2 separate regions of the Mus musculus genome follow, and region 1 is linked to region 2. The links are chromatin contacts, called in public HiChIP or PLAC-seq maps. All regions are on one chromosome and are shown on one strand. Each heading gives the region's core, a stretch centred on a gene start, on an enhancer-like site or on the middle of the called end of the contact. The rest is flanking DNA. Distances are from core to core; before and after follow the strand shown.

Region 1 (5,991 bases), core at 905-3,404, 480 kb after region 2:
TTCAATGTTGAATTGTTTCTCAATAAAATAAATCTTATGTTATTTAAAATTTACTAAATGTTAAAATGCTATGCCTGAAAGTGGCAAATATAGTCGGCTGCAAATGAGAAATTTTACAGGGTAATGTTTTTATGCCAGTGTTTAATTTACTACTTTATTGACAAGGTGTTTGTGGGCCTTTGAGATGAGACAGGTTTAATATCTACATGTAGATAAATGAAGCAGACAAGGTCGGAAAATGGTTTTCTGCCAGCTTTCTGAGGAAAAACAGAACATTTCTCCCTGCAACAAGGCTAAAAATATGTCACCTTATAAAATAGGAATCATTGCAAACCTGATAAAGATCAAAAGCACAGAAGCCTTATCAATTCTTTCCATTTTCACAGACAATGCCACAGGCTTGCTGATCCTTCAAAGGACACATTTTCACAGCCTCACATTTAAAAACTTTCCAAGAGTTATACCATTACCTACAGCTCATTTCATTATTATTTCTAATGCTATCCCAACAGGATTTGCTAGGAACTTGCACAAAGAAACACCTAAAAATACATCCCATTTGCTCTTTTACAAAAGAAATAAATGATGAGATACGGCCAATCTGAACATGTTACGTTTTAGATGATGACTTGCATTCTTTTGCCGAGAATACTATATTGAAAACAATCACATGAAAACTTACTATATTTCTTTCAAATGACCTATTCATTTTGAATTTTTCCTTGTTCTTTTCTGTTTTGTACTGCACAGAACATACAGATTCTGTCCACAAAGCCACACTTAATAGCCAGTGTTTTAAACAGTGACTAGCACAAACCAAGATGATACATGGAATTGGGTGGTGCATATGAAGACAATGTAAAGCACTTCCCTATAATGAAATGCAAATGCCACTCGATCAAAGGTTTACACTCTCACAATGAAAGATGCACTCAAAATTAAACCTATGCTTTAAGAGGATAAGAAAAAAAAAAAAAACTGAATAACTTGCTGTAAATATACTCAGGGAAAAAAATCTAAATGAACACAAATTGTTATTTATTACTGTCCAAGAGAAAAAAAATGGTACAGATGTGGCTTTCCTCAGAATTCTATGCAGCCAACCGTAAGAGCTCCGTGCCCGTGCACCTGACTGCAGCAGCAGAACCCGAACTTGATGGTTACAGGGGATGACAGAAAGGGAACATTGAAAGTGCTATTATGCAGTTTACAAGGGAAAGGCTTCAACACATTTCAGCTTCCTCTGGTTATCATAGATGGGTCTCTTATGCTCTCTCTCTCTCTCTCTCTCTCTCTCTCTCTCTCATCTTTCATGTGTATGCTTATTAGTTGTGCATAGTTTTAATTTTGAGACTTGATTTGTCTTTGGTGGCCACCATCTCTTAACACCCTGCATCTTTTAGGATTTCACATCATTTGACAGATTTTCAGTCTGCTTTGTGGTTGTAAATAAAATTCATAAATATTGGATTCATGTACATGGTCCTCTTTGGAAAAAAAAGGGGGGGACATTATCCCACTTCATCTCTGTACTTTAATCATATGTTCCGAGACCACATTTTATATTACTAAGTTATTTTTTTCTTGATTAAAAGTAGCAATGTGTTCAGTTTAAGGCTTTTGTCATTTCAAGAACTAAAATGGTTTTCAGTAGAAACATTCCTGTTTTAAACTATATAGTATGCATATTCTTCACAGCTGAATGTGTCACATAAAGATGATTCTAGAAATAGAAGTTATTTGCAATTATTTTATACAATGTACAAATTAGAGTTCTATGTTCATAGTGTCTATACTCATTGAAGAGGGAAGGAAATGGAATGATTTAAAATTCCCAAAACATGTTATATCATATCAAAACACAGACCACAATAGTTATGATAAAGAAAATAGTGATTTTTTTTTAAAAAGTATTTTGTGGAGGACCGAAAATATAAGATTTTTATTCCAGGGAAGAAAGCCACAATTGTTCAACTCTTCTCCCTGGTATGTTCCTGTTCTGTGTCCAAATGTTCCTATAAAGCATTTCTGAGACCAGGATTGCTGCTTGGCATTGTCTTAAACTTTCCTTGAATTTAAGAGCGATGTAAGCCATGCTGCCTTGCTCCTGATATATTGGTGAGTAGGCCTTCGAAGATTCTATTTTCCACACCGGGTCAAGACTGCTGACAAGGGATTAATCAGCTGCTCCTCCTAAGCCATGAATCAGAACAATTGCTGTCAGGTTCCTGTGGTACAAATGCCTGGGAAGAGAAGAGTTGGGAAATGAAAGAATGTATCAGGAATGTAGAAACAAAAAGTGCCAGAGAATAAGAGAAGCTAGCTGAATCTACAATTTGGCTACCTGTGATTTGATCTGGTTCAGTCACGAAATTAAATAGATGAAATAAATGTTGAACTAAATGCTTTCGAGGATCCACCCTATTCCTCTGAGATCACTGTCTTATATCACTTGTGACATTTTATAAAGAAAGCTTTCTGCCCATTTACTCTCTTTTGGTTGGCACTGGCTCTGTTCAGGTACACATTGAAACATGTCTATTGGCTGAGGTTTAAATTCAGGGAAGTCTGGGCAAAATGTGTGCTTCTCTTCTGTACAGCTACTGCAGAGCCAACATTGTATTTAACCTCTCTGTATATGTTTGCATTATAGAATTGGAAAATGCTGAGTGAAAATGCATTGAGTGGAAATGAAAACCCACATTCTTAGATTGTAACAGGATTCTTTGTGTAGGAAGATATACTTACATTGAAATGGCCTTTCTGTAAGTGAGATTGTCTATGATGACATGAAAACGCATGCAGACTAATATCACATTTGTAGAAACAACTGTGTCTAGATTTTCAGATAATAGTGAGGAAAATAACAAAGAATTCTTTTTCTTGAGCATCATATATCATATGCAGATAGGTATTTCTGATTTTGATCTTCAGAATATGGTATTTATAGGAAGGCAAGTATTAGGACTGTGATTTAAAATAATGGGGAATATAGAACAAAGGTGATTAATAATTGTGCCATGAAAATTAAATCATTTTGTATTAGAGAAACGGGAATATAAAGGAAAGTTTTCAAAATAAAGCCTTTTTTATTAAAAATAAAAATATTCAATGTTAATACATTTTAAATACTGTAGAAAACAACTCTTTCACAATTAAAAATAAATAGCAATTTTATGCTGATATATTTTAGTAGAATAATTTGCTTTTCGAAATTTTAAGAATAAAATTATATCCATATTTCTGTCATAATGTAAAAATGGTCATTTATAAATTTTGGCTATGCACTGTGGTTTGTTGTTACAGATGAGTAACTGAAAGTAATAAATGTATTTTAATGTTTCACAATGATGTCGTATGTGTATATAGTTTATAAAGAAGTATAAAATATTAAAATTAGGAATAAATACGAACAAAAGATATGAGTAATAAAGCCTTTCTATATGCATCAAGATTGTATTTTATTCTGGGCATATATTTAGTGCAAACTGTGAGCAATAAATGCGTGCTGTTTTTAAAACACAGCACAAAATTAGTGTGTTAAGAGCTACTCTACAAAAATAGTGCTTTATATAAAAATAGTATTAGTAAGCATGCATTAGTAAGCATTGGGTCTTATCATTTTAAGTGAAGAGTTTGGTATATCTATATTACGAGTAAAGAAATTCGAGTTACTAGAGAATGATATATAGTATGCACCATATTTCACAAGAATGCCTCTTCTCCTAAAGTATTTACCCTGTGTCTTCAAAATGTTATTGAGAAATAAGTGTACAGCTACTGGTACCTTCCTTAAATGCACTGAAAACGTAGAAATGCATTTGATTACATAGTGTAAGAACTGATATTAAAATTATCTATGGCTCGAATGAAAAAAAAACCTTTACTTGACAGATAAAAAGAAAACCTGAAAAATCTTGTAAAACAGATTGGCATGCAAAGTGCTTAGTGGAAGCACTATTTTTAGAAATAGATGAGTTATTTTTATCCACATGCAAAGATTAATGCATCTTATAATTGATGAAATATTTGATTAAAAATAATTGCATGTAGAGTGAGTCAAAATGACTGTTTAGCACAGTTCTGACAATGATTTATAATGTGCTTGGCAAAGTTGTGCAAAGCAGTGCGTGTAAGTAACCTGTAAACGGTTACAAAGAGAGGATTTAATATATCCTGTTTATTGATAATATTTTATATAAGTAGAAGCAATGAGAAAGCATTTCTAGTAAGGTGCTAAGAGTATACCTGAACTTAATAATGTATTTGTTTAGCATTTTCTAAATTTATTCTATTTTTAACAGTGCAGTTTTGTTACTGTTCTTCATAGAACAGGAATCCTTTTTTTTTTTGATGCTACTGTCCTACCACTTAGGCAAGAAGAAGAGCATTTCAAGGCAAGTTGTGCATGAAACTCCCTGTCCTTATTTTTATGTTTTATCTTTATTTTTTAAAGAGGATATTTGCATATCCACAATTAAATAATATTTGTTTTCTAATTGCAAATGATTTAGTACAAAATGGTAACTGATGAAAATGCACATGTCAAATCTCATACACACACACACACACACACATATACACACACACATTTAAAGCTTAATGTGCCTGAACGTAATTTCTGCAAAACAAAGTAAACTACTACAGATGATGTGCAGAGATGCTCACATGCAGAGGTGCTCACATGGAGAGGTGCTCCCACAGGACAGAGCAAGGGGGAGACTGAAAGGCAGGACTGGCACTGAATACCCTTCCCTGTCTGAAAGGAAGGAAGTCATGGATGTGATTCCTACCTTTCTCTTCAGAAAGGAAGAATGAGGACATCAAAGCCACGTTCAGGCCATACAGTCTGGTTAATATTTTCTCAATCATAGTGGACCTTTAGGCAAAGAAATAACAATCTCTCCTTACTATTAAAGAACAAAATTAGTATTTTTAACTTGCTGAGTAAGTATGCACAACTGAATTTCACACCTGATTAATTTACTTTTTTTGCACCAATATTTCATCATTCTGCAACAATATCTCCTCTGTTTTCTACATATAATTTGCAAAGAAGTTTTTCAGTAATATATAAACATGTTCTAAGCACTATTATTTTGAATTCCATATATATATAAAAGCATGCATGGCAACTGTCTATTTTCTTTTTTTACATTTATTTCACTAGAATGTAAATTTAACCGGAACAAAAGAGATTTTGGAAAACAGATTTGAAAACATCTCTGTGGCTCTATCATTTTTATTATACTATTCATTATTTAAAACATTCAATTTAAATATATTTTGATCATATTCTCCTAACCAAGTCATTCTAGATTCTCTTTGTCACTACCAACCCAGCTTGATTTTTTTTCAAAAAATAACCAAAAACCCAGTGCATCAACAAAATATCATAAAAGCAAGAAAACAATTAACATAGCACCCAGAAAGAAAGAAAAAGGCTTTAATAAAATAAAAGCACACACATACATGCACACACACACATGCAAACACACACACATAAATAAACAACAACAAAATCTATGGAGTCCGATTATATGCTGGTCAATTACAATATAAGACCTGAACTGAAGTGGCTGATATACCCATCGACACTCAATACCATGGTGTCTAGGGTTTCATTCACTCATTCACTCATTCATTCATTCATAATTCATTCATTTAAACATAGAAAATAATATACAATAAGATCAAACAATAAACAAACAAAAAGTTATTTCAATGAAGTTGTACAAGACAAACCAACAATATGAAAAGAGGCCAAGGGAACACATAAGAATCAAAAGAACCTATTTGTTCACACATTCATGAATCACATAAAAAGAAGCCCAGCTATAGACACAGAGGACAAGGTGCTGACCTTCGCAGGCCCTGTGCTTGCTCTTTCAGTCTCTGGGTTCATATGAACTGTGCTCAAGTTGATGTAGAAGGCCTTGTTCTCCTGGTGTCTTCCATCCCCTCTGGCTCTTAGGTTCTGCATCCTCTCCA
Region 2 (6,411 bases), core at 2,413-4,912:
AGAAAGATATTGTAGCTTTTCCTTGCCTCTAAATTGTTATGGTACCTTTTCATTTTATATATATTTTTTAATCTGTAGGTAACAGTTTTGAGTATCAAAAAAAAATGGAACCTATGATTTCAGGCTCTAAGCCTTCTTAACTTTTGTTTATGTCACACATAGCCATCCTACTTATTAAGCTTCCAGAATTTCTTCATTAAATCAAGACGCACCTCTGCATGAGCATGGCGGAACCTACTGGAACTGCTCAGCATTTTAGGAAGGGTGTGCAAGGAAACCTGACTGTATTTATTCCAAAGCACAGATTTAACTTCGGCAATCAGTGAGGCCTCTAGGATGCTGTGAACCTTATCAGGCTATATACATAAGCGTAACATGTGTTTCCATTCAGGATAATATTGAAAAATTTTAAATTTGCATCCTACCTTAAATGTTGATGGCACAGACATCATTAACAATGGACCATGTGATATTTAGGTATTGTATTCACAAACTTTTAGGCCAGAGAGGATAAACTTTCCTGAATATGTGATTTTTCCCATCCAAGTTGTTCTATCCGCTAATATGTCTTATTTTTAATTTAGAAGTACATTCCATGTTGATTTTAAGCTGTCCTGCTTTGAATCGTTAACAGAAAAAAGAATGTGATTTTTAAATTGCCTTGTACGTCAGAAAACATTACCTTTGATAGTCAAGCTTCTGCTAAGAGGTGAAGATTGCACTTACTGATACCCACTCTTTTCAAGGCTGCCAAGATGGCTTCATTCCATAGAGTACTTCCTACCACAATAGAATGCAAAATATTTTTTAAATGAAACAAACATTTCAAATTTCATACAACATAAAAATTTCAAAATTAATGATTAAAAATCCATCATTATTATTGTATTACACAATATATCATTAAAAATGTCATTATTTTTTTTTACATTTGTTTTTATTATATATATATATATATATATATATATATATATATATATATATTTTAAAAATATTAGTGTGTGTTTCTTTGTATTGTGAATGTACCTTTTTGCTCCCAGAGACTAGAAGAGAGCCTTAGATACCCTCAAGCAAAAGTTACAGATGGATATGAGACACCCTACACAGGTGCTGAGAACAAAACTTAGGTGTTCTACAAGACCAGAAAACTTCTAAACCACTGAGCCATTTTGCAACTCCCAATCTAACATTAAAATGCTGTATTGCAGAATGTGTTATTTGTAGGTTATGACAAAGAACTTCTTTTTAAAAAGTTTTATTTATTATATGTAAGTACACTGTAGCTGTCTTCAGACACCACAGAAGAGGGCATCAGATCTCATTACATATGGCTATGAGCCACCATGTGGTTGCTGGGATTTTGAACTCAGGACATTCCAAAGAGCAGTCAGTGATCTTAACTGCTGAGCCATCTCTCCAGCCCAATAAAGAACTTCATTTATTTGTGATTCTCTTCTGTACTTCAAACCTGCACCCATATGAAGAAATTACAAGTTGTAATTATCTTTTAGGACTCAACATGCAGCAATCCATTCAAGCACAATGTAGAATAATATATCTGCTGAACTTCAGAAATAGTTGACTTTGGTTTTGATAGTTAAGTTTTTGGTAACGTTTAGATTTTACAAAGCACACTTGAACAATATCATGGGAACATCTGAATCATCTATTTGATTAAAGAAAGCAGGAGGAGCTTATGAAGACATGCAAGCACTGTGTCTCAGTGCTTGCTCTATGTCACCAGCTTGGCAAATGAGCTCCACAGATAGTGAGAAACAGTAATACTGGAAGCCAAAATCATGATGGCTAGACCACTCATTGTGGGATTCTTAAACATACTAGGGTTCTTCCCTCTGAGAGTGTGGAAACCTTTGCTATCCTTTCATTCTGCATCCTTAGGGCCATTTGAAGCATCTGGTTGTCTGGTTGGGGATAAAGAGATGATTCAGCAGTGAAGAGCACTAGCTCCCAGAAGACTTGGGCTTGATTCCCAGCACTGGCATGGCACCTAACAATTGTATGAAACTACAGTTCCAAGAGATGAGATGCCATTCTGTCTTCCACGTGCACTAGACACAATTGCTATACACATAGACTTGCAGGAAAAACACTCATATATATTAAAAACATTTATGGTTTTGAGCCTAGTCAGTGGAACCATGAATGCCTGGCTTTTACTTCTATAGAAAGAATCATAGTCCATGCTCATCAGACAGATGAGAACGCAGTTATATCTGTTTTAGTTCCTCTGTTTTTTAAGTGAATGGGTTTATTCACTGGAAAAAATATACTCAAATGAATGTTACCAATAGTCATTTTTCCAGGATGACTGATCATGTCCATGGAGTCTTTCTGTTGCACTTTCAATACGTACAGAAACAGTGGCTGCCTGCCATTTAGTTTCTGCTACACCCATGTAGGGAGACACAGAATGTTTCAACCCTTCGATTGTGACAGGTGATGCATCTGATTATTTGCTGATGGTGATTTGGAATATTGATGCTTTAGAAAAATAACTCTGTTGAAGAGGCAATCTGCACAGCTCGCAAACCACACAAAGAGCATTGATATAAATAAAGTGTCAACCGGGTGCTGCAGCTTTGTGTAGTATCATTTTCAAATTTTCCTTTTTGAATTATTAAATAGACCATGTCAGAACAACTCTGATTATTATCCAATCCATATGCTTCAACACCAACCTTTTATGTAATATCAGGTGACTGCAGTGATCAATTGAGCCAATCATGACTGCTCTCAATGTAGTAAGGATTCAAGTACTTCACAGCCCTTGCAGCCTCTTGTGCAGATATGCAAACACCTGCTGCACTTCCTAGAGGGAAGGCCACCCCTCTCACTGCCTTTAGAAATCTGTGCATGCTGTGAATGTATATTTAATTCCTTATCATATAATTTAGGTATAAGCATGTCTATGCACTATAAAGCCTATTTATGTATGTTTTATATATAACATTATTATCCAGCTAGACCTCTCTACACACCAGAATTGTGTTCCTAACTTATATAGTAAATAAAGTATATTAGAGAGTATTTCTGAAAATTCTTGTATGAAAAACAAAATTCTGTCTTTTTTTCTTTAACAATTACAGTATCTACTGGCAACAGTGACTGATATACAGGCATGTAGCCACATGTCATTTATAAACTGTGATAAAATGATAATCTCTCGCCTATACTAATAAACAGTTTATCTAGATAAATAACTCTCAGAATAAATACTGTAGATGCCTTTAGGGTTTTAGACATTTAATTAAAATGGAAAAAAATTATTCACTCTCAGCTTTTAGATTTTAATATTTTTTGAAAAGAGAATTCTTTAGTCTGAAAACGCATTTCTGACATTCTCTAGGAATAAATGTGAAATGTTAATTTCCTTTCCCCCCATGAAAATGAGGCTAAAAATGTCTAGTATAGAAATCAGAAGACAAAATGGTTTCCTCTGCATGCCTTCCTGTTCCCTTGGGTGCCATCCCCCAGAGCCAGGGTATCAGAGCAGGAATTGGGGGTCCCTGCTCTGATAATTGCCAGTGACTGGAGGGAGCAATCCTCCTCCCACACTCTCGCCATCCTCCTCCTGTGGTGCAATAATTTACAGTGAAGGTCGAATCAAAGGGCTTTCTTTATTTTGCCTGTGTGATTTTGATGTTGGACACAGGGAGGCAGGGCAAAGCAATGGCAGAGAGCAGGCAAAGGAAAAACCCAGCAGCTGCCCAGGACACACATGCACACTCCCTCCCAGAAGAAAATGCATGGAGCTTCAGAACTGCCTACTTAACCGCAAGCATTCATTTCGATACGAGAGACACATGAGATCATGGCTCCTTATTTTGATTTTGGTCCCTTTAAAGTTATTTCAGGTTTTTGAGCCAATTTTTCTCGTCATCAGTTTTCTGTAATCAGCTTGGTTTCTTTGAGTGCAAAGATTACACACTACATATATATGCTGTGTATTCTATTGTTGAATTCTTGTCTATTCAATCAGAATCAGGATATTCTTTAAAGGCAGAAAAAAGATTTAAAAACAATTCCACATATTGTATTGTAAAGCAGTGGTGGTATAGTGTGCTGAAGTATTCCCTAGCACACTTGTCCACAAGTTGATTCTATGTGACATATTCACAAAGCGTGCCATGGTTCATGAAATGCAAGTGCTTTAGGGTTTCTTCTAGCCTTTTTCTGTATTTTTAAAATTCCAAAACACATTCAGTGTTCCTGTAACATGGTCCTTTCATTCGCTTTATTGTGCTGCACTCTTGAGAGAGATAAAAAAATTCTAAAAACTTAGAAAAATAATAAGGAAGCAGTTAGATTTCTAAAGTCACTTTCAGTTCCTTGGAAATTTTATTTTCCTCTGTGATGGCACTTTTAGCTCTAGAAAATGGGCTGTGTTCTAATGAAATCATGATGATGGGACCTAGCAGGTATGGTTTGTGTAGTAGTGCCATAGATCTGGAACAATAATGGTAGTCAAATGGGAAAATATGAAATTGTATGTTGATGGCACAAATGGGGTCAGAAATTCATTATTTGTGTTTCTGTACATACACACCTATGTCTTCTTTCACAGTACCTGGAGATTTGTATAACGGTGATAATCAGAATAAAAATATAACTCTTGTAATTTCAAGTGAAACCGTCTTAGGCAGCCTCTTGTTAATAACACAGGTTAATAAGCACATTGCTTGTTTGTCTTTTCCTTTAGGTACATTTTAGCTAGCAGTGTTGGTGAATACTAGCTCAGAGAGGTGCATTCCAGCATTTCAAGACTGTTGTCATGGGGAAAAACCAGGAAGGGAGAATCTATCTATATATATTCCTCTTGGGCAATGGAAATCAGCGCAAATGATTCCATACTCTTTCATCTGTCTCCCCTCCCCCAGTCGTCTGATCACATTATTCACACAAAGAACCAATGAGCCATTTGCCATTACCTTAAAGTCCTATATTAATGAGACTGCTACAGTTTTTAATCATTTCAGTTAAGCCTTGAATATTTCTGTTTTCTAATAATATCAGGCATCCATTTAAAATGAAAACAAGTGTTTTATTATCTTGCCTTAGAAAATAGCAAATAAAATATTGAATTTTCTTATAGTAAAGTTATCAAATATTCTGAAGAAAACATCTGATTCGTATGAAGTTAATCTTATCTCCGAAAACATGTGCTTATAATATGTGTCCCAGACAGGCACCTAAGGGGATAATGGCCCAAGCATTTTGGGTTTTCTTTTTTTTTTTTTTTTTTTTGCAGATTTTTTGGTTAGAAATAAAGACATACACAAAAAATGTTGTAACCTAATCTTCACACAGTACTGAATGTTGTATTTTAGAAACAGAATCAAGAATACCTAGTGGGTTTTCTTTGACATTTTTTCCTTACCAAATAGTGGGAAATCTTTTATCTTGGACTGTCTGCAGTGTGCAAAAGGAAAGTACTGTACTGACATATATTAGAATTTTGGATCTTTTTAAAGCTCACTCCCAATATTTGGGAGTTTGAATTTCAAAATGCTATAATTATATTTCATTTGCTGACAGGCAAGGTCAGTCTTAATCAGTTGCGTTTACACTGACGGAGCCTAGAATCAAGGTGCTGTATGTGAAGCCTGGGGTTTTAGGCCAGTTCTTCACTCTCACTGTCAGATGGATCTCCCAGTCCCTCCTAACAGAGAGCACAGGGTTTCCCCAGCTCTGGTGCTGAGCTGTGCCTTTATCTACATACAGATGTCCTCTTTCCTGAAAACATTTCAATTTGCATCTTTCTCCTTACGATAGTGATGATTTCTGTACAATCTGTCAACAAACCATTAGATCTTGTGAGAGTTCCAAAGTGTAAATTCCTGGGAAGCTCTGGCCTATGTGGTGTGGTCCTCCTTAGCAAAAAAAAAAAAAAATCATCTTTCCACAGTACTTGTTAGACATTTTATTTAGGTATCCATTTTTTTTTATTATTAAAAAGAGATAACAACCAAATTTAAGGAGCCAGAATGAAACTTGAAATCATCACACTGAATTGAAAAGTCTGTTTTGCACAAAATATAACATTTTTACTTTTATTTTTATTAAATACAGACAAAGTGAATTCCCTTTTTTTCTTTTCTTTTTTTCCTAGCTAAATATATGTTCAATTTAATATCAACGTAAATAGTAAAAAGTAATCATTCCCAATCGCTTTCGATGATTTCCCTTTATTTTTTCAAGTATCTTCTTTCTCAATATTAAGCACATCTGTTCTCCTTTTCTTCCAATTTGGCTTATTTTCTTCCAATTTGGCTTATTTTTAAGGTCTGTGAAATGGAGTTTAGCATTATACCGAGAAGATATTCAAAAGTCATTCTGCTATACAATGGACAATAAATGATTTTCCTTACTCACTAGTTCCTCCCTTACTGC

What was found. HiChIP or PLAC-seq counts read pairs in DNA pulled down with a chosen protein or histone mark.
Region 1: an H3K27ac HiChIP or PLAC-seq map of neural progenitor cells shows a contact between it and region 2, with 9 times the contacts expected there. The contact joins two enhancer-like sites. A contact is called at or near these places in 6 of 115 datasets of contacts at active chromatin or transcription factors (differentiating embryonic stem cells, embryonic basal ganglia, embryonic hindbrain and 3 more).

Annotation. Positions count from the first base shown.
Region 1 is chr3:17,328,462-17,334,452 of GRCm38.p6, forward strand. It overlaps Gm30340 (a long non-coding RNA gene), which reads right to left. Exons shown (of 7, transcript XR_880680.2): 5 at 5,864-5,991; 6 at 4,794-4,879; 7 at 1-2,243. Among named protein-coding and RNA genes, the nearest start is that of Gm24963, 80 kb to the left of the region's middle. Within about 2 kb of position 2,155, at least 5 of the 459 cell types and tissues checked have an H3K27ac peak or open chromatin away from gene starts, as enhancers often do.
Region 2 is chr3:16,850,574-16,856,984 of GRCm38.p6, forward strand. No RefSeq gene overlaps it. Among named protein-coding and RNA genes, the nearest start is that of Gm42184, 9.2 kb to the right of the region's middle. Within about 2 kb of position 3,663, at least 10 of the 459 cell types and tissues checked have an H3K27ac peak or open chromatin away from gene starts, as enhancers often do.